Regions from separate parts of the Danio rerio genome. Here region 1 is linked to region 2. Evidence: chromatin contacts called from public Hi-C data. All regions are on one chromosome and are shown on one strand. The core of a region is the stretch at or near the end of the contact, and the rest is flanking DNA. Distances in the headings are between cores, read along the strand shown. Region 1 overlaps si:dkey-22o22.2. Region 2 overlaps si:dkey-22o22.2.

Evidence for each region. A called contact is a pair of places that touch in the nucleus more often than the background predicts.
Region 1: a Hi-C map of fibroblasts shows a contact between it and region 2, with 4 times the contacts expected there. The contact joins two enhancer-like sites. A contact is called at or near these places in 3 of 18 Hi-C or Micro-C datasets (caudal fin, embryo and fibroblasts).

The regions. Positions count from the first base shown.
Region 1 is chr16:45,341,924-45,346,928 of GRCz12tu, reverse strand. All of the region lies in intron 2 of si:dkey-22o22.2, which reads left to right. Among named protein-coding and RNA genes, the nearest start is that of gbp, 28 kb to the left of the region's middle. Within about 2 kb of position 2,953, at least 26 of the 62 cell types and tissues checked have an H3K27ac peak or open chromatin away from gene starts, as enhancers often do.
Region 2 is chr16:45,017,122-45,022,700 of GRCz12tu, reverse strand. si:dkey-22o22.2 reads left to right here. Exons shown (of 36, transcript XM_073926494.1): 32 at 112-376; 33 at 1,890-2,070; 34 at 3,976-4,229. Among named protein-coding and RNA genes, the nearest start is that of ccne2, 29 kb to the right of the region's middle. Within about 2 kb of position 4,055, at least 5 of the 62 cell types and tissues checked have an H3K27ac peak or open chromatin away from gene starts, as enhancers often do.

The sequences.
Region 1 (5,005 bases), core at 1,704-4,203, 330 kb before region 2:
TGACATTATGCTGGAGATTACAGATCAAACATGTTTGTCTTGTGCATGTTTCCATAGAGAGATTGTGGAAAAGCAGTAAAAAGAATGCAAAACTTGAGATGAACTGTAGCAGAATTGTGAAATGATTTGGCTTCTGTTAGCTTGAATGCTTCATTTCTAGAATGTCATATCATACAGGAAACAATTATGTCAGGCTAAAGCAAGTTTACAGAGAAGTGAAATAGAAAAGTGCTGCTCTGGAATGCACAAACATACCACAAGGTATTGGAAGGGGAAAAAAGACAGAAACATTTTATTTTTTTCAAAACTGAACTTCTTGATCTCTGTGTTTACAGAACACCACACATAAGACGCACGAGTGCATCAGTAACACATGTCTGCTTTGCATGTGTTTATGTAATAACAATGGAAAAGCAGTTCAGCAGAATGCAAAACTTGAGATGCAAGTTAGCGGATTGACAAAATGTAAGAAACAGACTATATATAATTTACTAATTGCTTTTACTACTACACATTTTGTTGAATGTTTAGGTGTAAAAGATGAGATGTCCAATTTGTCTGCATCAAATTAAATACACAAAAAATATTTAATATAGGATTTATATAATGTTTCAAATAACATGAAACGTGAGAATAAAATGCTGGTTCAGGGTGTCTGCAGGGTCGTAAAAAGTCTTAAAATGTCTTATATTTTAAACAAAATTTTAGGCCTTAAAAAGTCTTAAATTCACTGAAAAATTGTGTTGTATGTCTTAAATCATTTTAAACAGGTCCTAATTTCTCTATGTCCAAGTAACTATTTTAAGGATGGGAAAATACAGTTCAGTAGCAAGAAAACAGTTAGACAGATCATCTGCAGCGCAAAGATAAAGAATGAGCCTCCTCCATTCGGCCTCTTTACTTTCTCTTTACTTTACTTTTACTCTTTACTCCTTTACTTTAGAGGATAAGGAAACGGTGTTGTATGCACTGCACTGAAGACATTAATTAGCATACATATTTAGTTTCGTTTGTTAAGCACAAAGATTTATTTCAAAACTATTTTTAAATTCAGTTCTAATTTCCAGTGCTGGACTTGTCGATGTCGCTGCCTATTTCAGTTACTCAAAATGGTAATGCCCCAACAATGTGTCTTAACTAGCCTCCTTTTCAGACCAGAACACTCATGAGTCCACAAGGTGGTGCAAGTGGATCTGCTATTTAAACAAAGTGGCGCAAAACGTAAAAATTAGAGTTGCACTGGTCTGAAAAAGGCAACAAATCGCGACTTACTCTCTTGCACCTTATTGAGCCGGGTTTATGATAGGACCATTAAGATTTGTTTTGGGACAACTTAATTATTTGATGTTCAATCCACCTAAATTTGTAAGAATGATTAAGTTAACTTTATCTATTTATGTTGAGACAACATGAAGGAATTGTGTTGAACCCTGAATTATTTTTGCAATGTAGTGCAAAAGTCGAGAGAAAAGAGAAAAAATGGGAGAAAACAATCAAGTTTTTGCATGTCAGCTTTATCGAAGATTTATTAGAGGTCTTATTCATTGTGTGCTATGATCTGAAGTAACATAAATGATAAATGTCCGATTTGACAGTTGGCTTGGTGTGTTTTGTAAATACTGAAGACAGCAGATCCCTCATGTCATGATGAAGGCAGGGCGGACAGTAACGTGTTCAGTCATTGCCTGATGGTGTTTCCTGACACTCTCTCACTGACTCGAGCACAGCGTAAAACATGCACACTTATGAATGAGAGAAGAGCTGCCTCTCTTTAGACATGCACATGTCTCACGTACAACACACCTGCTTCTCTTCTGGCATGTGCAAGCATGTGTGTGTTTCCTTATAAGAAGCTGTTGGTTGTAATGCAGAAGAGCAACTTTTGACAGTTTAATTTTTGTTGTTGTTGTGTTGTTCTCAGAATACACTATAAAGCATATCTGTTAACTAACAGTTTGTAAAAGACATGTGGTATACAGTAGGTGAAATGGGGTAAGCTAAATTGTCCGTTTTGTGTGTGAATGAGTGTGTATGGATGTTTCCCAGTGATGGGTTGGAACTGGAAAGGCATCCGCTGCGTAAAACATATCCTGGATAATTTGGCGGTTCATTCCGCTGTGGCGACCCCAGTTTGATAAAAGGACTAAGCCAAAAAGAAAATGAATGAATTGATTTATTAAGAGTTTTAATAATAATTGAGTACAAATACCAACTGACGAGAACAGAAAATCAGCATATTAATATTATTTCTGAAAGATCATGTGATTCAGCAGTGAATCAGACAAATACATTACATTTTTAAATGTTCTCAATATTCATAATAGTATTTTTATTGTATTGTTTATCAATGACACCAACTGAAAAATAACCTTTCTTTTCTAGTAAAGGCCTAGTATTAAAGAGATTGGTCACCCAAATATTTTTATTGTTGCTGTTGAACACAAAAGAAGATATTGTGAAAAATGTTGTGGGGAAAAACAGCCACTCACTTCAATAGAAGTCTTTGTTCCTATGAATGCCAATGGCTGTCTTTTCCAAACATTCTTCAAAATATCTTCTTTTGTGTTCAACTCATATTCATAAAGGTTTAGAGCACTTGAATGTGAGGAAATCCTAATTTCTGAGTGAACTATCCCTTTAAAATGAAGTTATGTAATTTCAAAGAAATTGTATTTTCCAGTCTTCCACTGGTAAGCTAGTGGGGGACAAACAAAAGTGATTGTTCATGGAGAAAACGAAAGATCCCAAAGTGAATGCTGTCTTATGTTGTTCACACAAAGCCCTAATTAACCTAGTTTATGTTTACTCTCTGTGAAGTGATGTAGGTCGTGTAGTAACATGAGGCTTGGAAACACAGACTGAGGGAAATGTACTGCAGCTCAGCCACTCCCTGAGAAGAATGTTTGGTGTTTGGTTGTGCTTTGTTTTGAGTTTGCGAGCGACAAGCACGAGCTGCTTTCTCTAGCGCCATCTTGTGTTGTTTGTAAATCACTTCTGGGTGAAACTTTTTTAAGCTCTAATGTACAGTTCAGTTTAGGGCAGACAAAACAAAAGACAATTAACAAGAAATATAGCCTATACCTTTATTGTATATATAGTCAGTAAATTAATACAGTTTATTACTTTATAATCATGTATTAGTTCAAATAAATTTATCCATATTTATTCATATACAGTTTGAATGTATACGCGTATGACTATATTTAATATAAAAAACAATATAGACTTTATACAGATAAAAAAAAAACAAATATATATATATATGTATATATATATATATATATATATATATATATATATATATACATACATACATACATACACATATACATACATACACATATACATACATACATACATACATATATATATATATATATATATATATATATATATATATATATATATATATATATATATATATAAAACATGTATTATTATTAATATAATTTTTAATTATATAATTATACATTAATTAATTATGTATTGTGTATATATATCAATTTTGCGGGTAAAATCTGGACAAATCAAGTTCACGTTTAAATTGACAGGCTTTATTTGTCATTCTACCACACGTGTGGACATAAATTGGAAAGAAATGTTGTATCTCACAGGACCACAGTGCATAAATAAAAATAATCATACACATTAACACAATAGTGGCCATACGAACAATTTTTTTTTTTTACCTATACATACCACTAACTACCAACTATACATATACTAGAAATAGTTAGGTATACAGATAACCTAAGTCAGACACACACTTATGTAATACAGAACAATATTGTGCAAAATGTGTATTTTTAAGGGTGAAAAAGCAAGCGATGCAACATGATTTTTTGGTATTCAAAAGTAAACATTGTTTTCCTTATTGAGTTTTTGTACGTTTAAAAAAGTGTCTGGTGCATATAGAGAAGAGTGTTTTTACAGGTGGTTTGTCAAGCACACTCACCTCTGTGCATCACATTCAGAGTTGCACAATGTTGTATAGAGCAATTGTAAGAAAGTGTCTGGTGCATCGAGAGATGAAATAGCATGTTTTCAGGTGGTTTGTTCATCCCGTTCATCTGAGGCACATTCAGAATTGCATAATTCCTAAGGGGGAAGTATGGATCCTCATTTTGGTAGCTAGGTTTTGTAGATTTCAGCGGTGGGTAAGTTGAGAGTTCTAACAGCTTGTGGGAAAAAGCTGTTGAGTATCTAGCTGAGCGGGCTCTAATACTCTAAATGACTAAATGGTGGCATTTTGCAATACATATTTTACTATGACTTTTTAACTCTATATAGGGAACTAAATACTAAAACACTCCATAAAAAATCCCTTGTTTTTTGTGTTTGAATAGCTATAAAATATAATTATAACACACAGATAAATAAGTACTACAGTTAAAATGCATAGCTCAAGTGATTTTTCTTTCATCTTTAACTGCGTATGGCACTTTCTTTGTCTCTCATTTGCATTTCCATGATTGGATGATTTATAACACCAAGTGAAAATATTGTAACAGAAATGATATTACTGAGACTTGTACACAGCACCTTTTAACAATATACAATGCAATACTTTTTCCCTACGCATTTACACATCACCTTATAACTTGTATGTTTATAACAAATCTGTATATACAATTCAACATTCAGAGCTTTTTGACTAACTGCATCTCTGTTTAACGTGTATCGTATTTTTCATATTTATGTTGTGTCGTCACTTTATTTACACTGGAAGCTTCTGTAGCCAAAACAAATTCCTTGTGTGTGAATCACACTTATCAATAAAACTCATTCTGATTCTGAGACATATTTTACATCTAGGTTACTGATAAAGGGCACACTCTCAAATATCTGTATAAAACTTGACAATTAGACTACTTCTGTATGTTTTTGTAAAGTGTTGTTTGAGTTTTAAGAGTACTATTATTTCAATATACCATGCTGCAAATACTTCAGTGCATAGATTAGCTTACCTAAAAAACTAAGCTGAAAAGCTATAAAATAAGTACTC
Region 2 (5,579 bases), core at 2,806-5,305:
TTAAATCCCGTAACTTTTCATTAAAGTTTATGTTCAGAAATCATTCAAAACTAATTTTAATAAAATGTTGAATCCCATTTAAAGCTAACACTGTGCACTGTACTTTTTCAGATAGTGGATGGGTACCTCAATGTTCGTGCTAACCTTGGTGACGGCACTCACTCGCTAAAACTAACAGGCCAGCGTGTAAACCATGGCCAGTGGGTGCTGATCAGCATTCTCCGGCATGACAACATCTTCATCCTGCGACTGGAGCAGGGCGGAGGCTCACGAGAGGTGACAGGGGTCCTGGGACAGAAGAAGGAAATTGTAGTTCACCCCTCCAGTGTGTTTCTGGGAAACAGCGCCAGCCCAAACACACAGGGAGACTTTCAGGGTGAGTTTACTCATCACTTTCTTCCTCACTCCTGGGATTTTTATCTTAAACTAATTTGTTTGTTTTCGGTAATGATGATAGCGCGAGAAATAATTGATTAGCCATCAAATTATCATCACATAATGAAATAGATTGAGGTGATTTGTTCTCTAGATTGTTTTCTAATAATTCAGCAGACTTATACTATGGTTTCCACACCCACAGACATTATTTAGGTCTTCTATTTCAGGACATTTGTTGTGACTATTTTGGTGTAGATTTTTCTCCATCTCATTCAAACATTTAGATTTTAAGTTGTAGATTGTAACTGTGTTTTTCTCTGAAAATAATTGAACCATTCATTTCAGGTTTTCCAGTCTCTTCTAATGTTCAAATGAGTAGATTCAGGAGTGTTTAAATAGGAAGAGGTTGAAAATGTGCCTTCAGGAACAGTGTTGGGAAATACTACTTTAAAGGACAGTTTTCTATTCATCCAAAAATCCTACAAAAAAGATCATAGTTTCCTTGAAAATGTGAAGGAAGTTATCTACACTGCAAAAAAATGCTTTTCTTACTTAGATTTTTTGACTTGTTTCTAGACCAAATATTTGAAAATTCCTAAATCAAGAAGAATTTTCTAGACAAGCAAAACATATTGTCTTGTTTTTAGAAATAATATGCCAATATTAAGTGAGTTTTTACTTAAAACAAGCCAAATAATCTGCCAATAGGGTAAGCAAAATAATCTTACGTCAAAAGAAAAAACAAGATTATTTTGTTTACCCCATTGGCAGATTATTTTGCTTGTTTTAAGGAAAATCTCACTTAATATTGGCATATTATTTCTCAAAACGAGACAATATGTTTTGCTTGTCTAGAAAATGCCTCTTGATATAAGAAATTTTAGATATTTAGACTAGAAACAAGACAAAAAATCTAAGCAAGAAAAGCATTTTTGCAGTGTAGCTTATTTCTCACAGATATAATACATGACTTGAGCACGAAATGAATTAAAATGATTTCAGAAGGATTGTTTGGATCCCAATCCCAATTTAATTCTTAAAACTTTCAAGAACACCAATATATAAATAAAAAAATAAACATCTCATACACTGCAAAAAAAGTTTATTTTCTTACTTTGATTTTTTGTCTTCTTTCTATACCAAATATCTAAAAATTCTTAAATAAAGAAGAATTTTCTACACAAGCACAGTTTTTCCTACAAACAAGCAGAACAATCTGCCAATAGGGTAAACAAAATAATCTTATTTCAAAAGGGAAAACAAGATTGTTTTGCTTACCCCATTGGCAGATTATTTTCCTTGTTTTAAGGAAAAACTCACTTAATATTGGCATGTTATTTCTGAAAACATGACAATATTTTTTTCTTGTCTAGAAAATGCTTCTTGATATAAGAATTTTTAGATATTTGGACTAAAAAGAAGACAAAAAAATCGAAGTAAGAAAAGCATTTTTTGTTGTGTACTGTACCTAAAGCATTTCATAGAGTGATTAATGACTTGTTATCCTGCAGGCTGTATGCGGGATGTAAGGCTGAATGGTCATTCTCTATCGCTGGATGGTCAGAGCACAGAGTTCAGTACTGTACTGGAGCGCCGTGGTGTCGTACCCGGCTGCCACTCAGACGCCTGCAGCGCCAAACCCTGCCTGAGCCCGCTGTACTGTGTCGACATGTGGAGGAAACACGAGTGCAGGTTTATACTCACACGTTTACACACACACAATATTAACACAATTATAACAGGACGACAAGATTTCTGATTACATCAACCTGGCATTCTGGCATTTTACACAGTCATTCCAATAAACTAAAATCACATTAAGACTTGTAGTTTTCTTATTTTAGTTGCTTCGTCATAACGCATTATAAGATCACTATTGCCATCATGTAGCACTTTTGTTGCATTTTGCGACAGAATAAACACACGGAAATGGTCAACAGTTTGACAGCAAACAAAAAAAGCAAGAATGTAAGCAAGAATTTGCATCCACTTTCATCTGTTTGCACATTTAGTATGACAAATAATAAACTGCATTTGAAGCTTTTATACTTTAAAAAATGAAACACTAAACTGTTAATGGTACCAAAATGAACACATTGACATATGACTGACATGACAATGACATTTCAAGTGTTCACACTTAGGGTGCTTTCACACCTGTGAATCGATTAGTTGTTCCGAAACAGAGATTACAAATGTTACATTGTTGCTCTTTGCTCTTGGTGCGGTTCGCTTTCACATTGCAAAGTTTCTAATCGGACCAAAAGAGCTAAAACAAGTCTCGTGTGAGTAAACTCTCTTCACATTGGTCAGAGTGTCAGAGTTTATTTTGCAGCGTCCCGCTCAGCTGTCAGGAGAGGTGGTGGTTTGATGGTGATTGACAGGGTGCGCGCGCGATGTGTCTGAGGAGAGATGCGGTGGGGAGGGGTGAGAAGGATGCGCGACGTAGCCTATTTGAGAAGGAGATCATCACTCGTTTGCGGGCATCCGGAGACTCGCGAAACTTCCCGCCCTACTCATAATTCTCTCTTCATATAGCCGTATGCCTATTACATATCCATAAAACACTGTGATATAACCGCGCTCGGATCGGATCGCTTTCTCACTGTAATCGAACCGCTCCAGGGTTCGTTTCAATCGAGCTAAGACCACCTCATTCAAGCGATCTCGGAGCGATTACTTTGGCGCAGAACAGAGCGCAATTGCCCTGTTCAAATATGCCAAACGAACCACGCTAACTGGGCAATCGAGACACGTTCCGAAACAAAAGTGTAGGTGTGAAAGCACCCTTAGCTGATTATTGATAATAAAGCACATTTGGCATGCTGTCCCGGGAGAATATCCTCAGAATATCTTCGAGCCCAGGGCTCCCTCCCCTTTGAAGGGCGAGAGGAAAGTTTGAGCTCAGGTAGATCTCGAGAACCTGTTATTCTTGGCTCTCAGCCCTGCTAGCTCAGGACTACGTAAGCGACTGTTTTCACACCACAGTCACTTTATAGTTGCAACTTCTAAGTGTTTACATGCATTGTCATGATGGTACATTAACTTGATAATATGTTACTCACTCACCTGAATGCCTTTCAAAGATATAGCTTCATATGAGTATTTACCAGGCACGTGCACACATAGGGCTCAACCTGTGCTGTGCACATGCCCTTTTTAGTCTTGGATAGAAAGTGCCCTTCCAAAATGATCAAAAGTGCCCCCGCGAAGCGGCACACCTTCGGTCCAGCCCTTCAGTAGGCGCGCGACAACACCGCTCTTGAGTACCCGCGCGACAACACAGCTGATCAGTACGCGTGCGATAACACCGCTCTTCAGTACACGCGCATCCACTCTGCAGATCTGCAGCAATTCCCCCCCCCCAAGCTATAATGGAAGTCAATGGTGCAAAAACAGCCACCAACATAACAAAGGGGTAGTCAATTTGAACAGCACATATGGGTCAATCATAACATTGTTTTATTCAGAATAAAGTAAACAACTAAATTACAGATATCAATGTAAACATACCCACTCTCACTGTCTACCTTCATGTAATCTTCCTCTTTCTCTCTTTCTCTCTTTCTCTCTCTCTCTCTCTCTCTCTCTCTCCAGGTGTCCAGCCAATCAGGTCGCAGTGCTGGATGAGGTCACGGGTCTTATGCGTTGCGCTCCGTCCCCCTGCAGTGCCAGTACATGTCGTAACGGTGGCACCTGTTTAGCTCACTCCACTAAGAGCTACCAGTGCCGCTGTCCAGAGGGCTTCAGGGGTCAGTGGTGTGAGATCGGCCAGCTCAAATCTCTCCGTCTCGCTGCGCTCAGTCCCAGCTCCATCCTGGCCATCAGCATGTGTCTCCTCGTCTTTTTTGGTAACTATCAAGAAATTGTCAAACACACATATGTTCTTATGAAGTCTTAGTAATCAATCGCAATATTTCTATCCAACTGATTTCACGCAGATTTTGGTATACTGCAAGGCAATACACAATGGTAATTTAAAGTGCTTTACATTAAACATGAATAAAAGAAACAATGCAAGTAAAAGACACAAAAATAACAAACAGCAAACTATTTTTTTGTTGTTTACTGAATAAAAACTTCATTTAAAATGCATTTATATATATATATATATATATATATATATATATATATATATATATATATATATATATATATATATATATATATATAAACTTTTTAAATGAAGTTTTTATATATATATATATATATATATATATATATATATATATATATATATATATATATATATATATATATATATATACTCCATTTAAGTAGACCCTTTTTACAGTTTAAATTAAGGAAATGTGTAAATAATGATTCTTAATAAACACAAACACACTTAATTGTGTCATTCTGTTTTTACAGTTTAGCTCAGATCACAAGTGGTGTACAGTAGAGATCTGTGCAGGACTTAATTTTGAATCCTGCTCCTGCCCGCTCCTGCTAGGTTTTAGTCTGAACCCGACCGCTCCTGCTTATGTTCAGCATTTGTTGGCCTGCTGCTCGACCTGCCTCGTTTTCTACCTGACACAGCCGCGCACATATACACTCTTGATGAGCTTATACACTTTTGATTGCTTTCAGAGGTGGTAAAACCCAGACTATTGACTGGATTTCTTCATTTCAGTCATTTGGTTAAATGTAGGGCAGCAAGAAGGTTGCTGTTTTGAGTCTTGGCTGGACCAATTGGCATTTCTGTGTAGACTTTGCATGTTCTCCCCATGGTTGTTTGGGTTTCCTCCAGGTGCTTTGGTTTCCCACACAGTCCAAAGACATTATTAGCAGGGCTTAATTTGTGCTGGAACACACCCTATCTGGCACCTCTGAAATCTGATCCGGCACCTCATTTTACCGACTCCCCTCCTCAACCGCCCTCCTCCCGCTATTCACTTTCACTTTTTTCCGCGACTCCCCAACACTCTTCACTTTTGCCCACCACACCCCTGCTCCATCCAACACTCCACACTAGTTGAATTGAATGAAGCAAATTGACCATAGTTTATGAGTGTATGTGTGAATGTGAGAGTGTATGGGTGTTCCCCAGTAATGGAAGGGCATCTGCTGCGTAAAACATATGCTAGAATAATTAGTGGTTTATTCTGCTGTGATGACCCCTGATAACTTAAGGGAATTAGCCGAAGGAAAATGAATGAATGCTCCTTACTGCCCACTTTAAAACCAGACAGGGTTTAGAC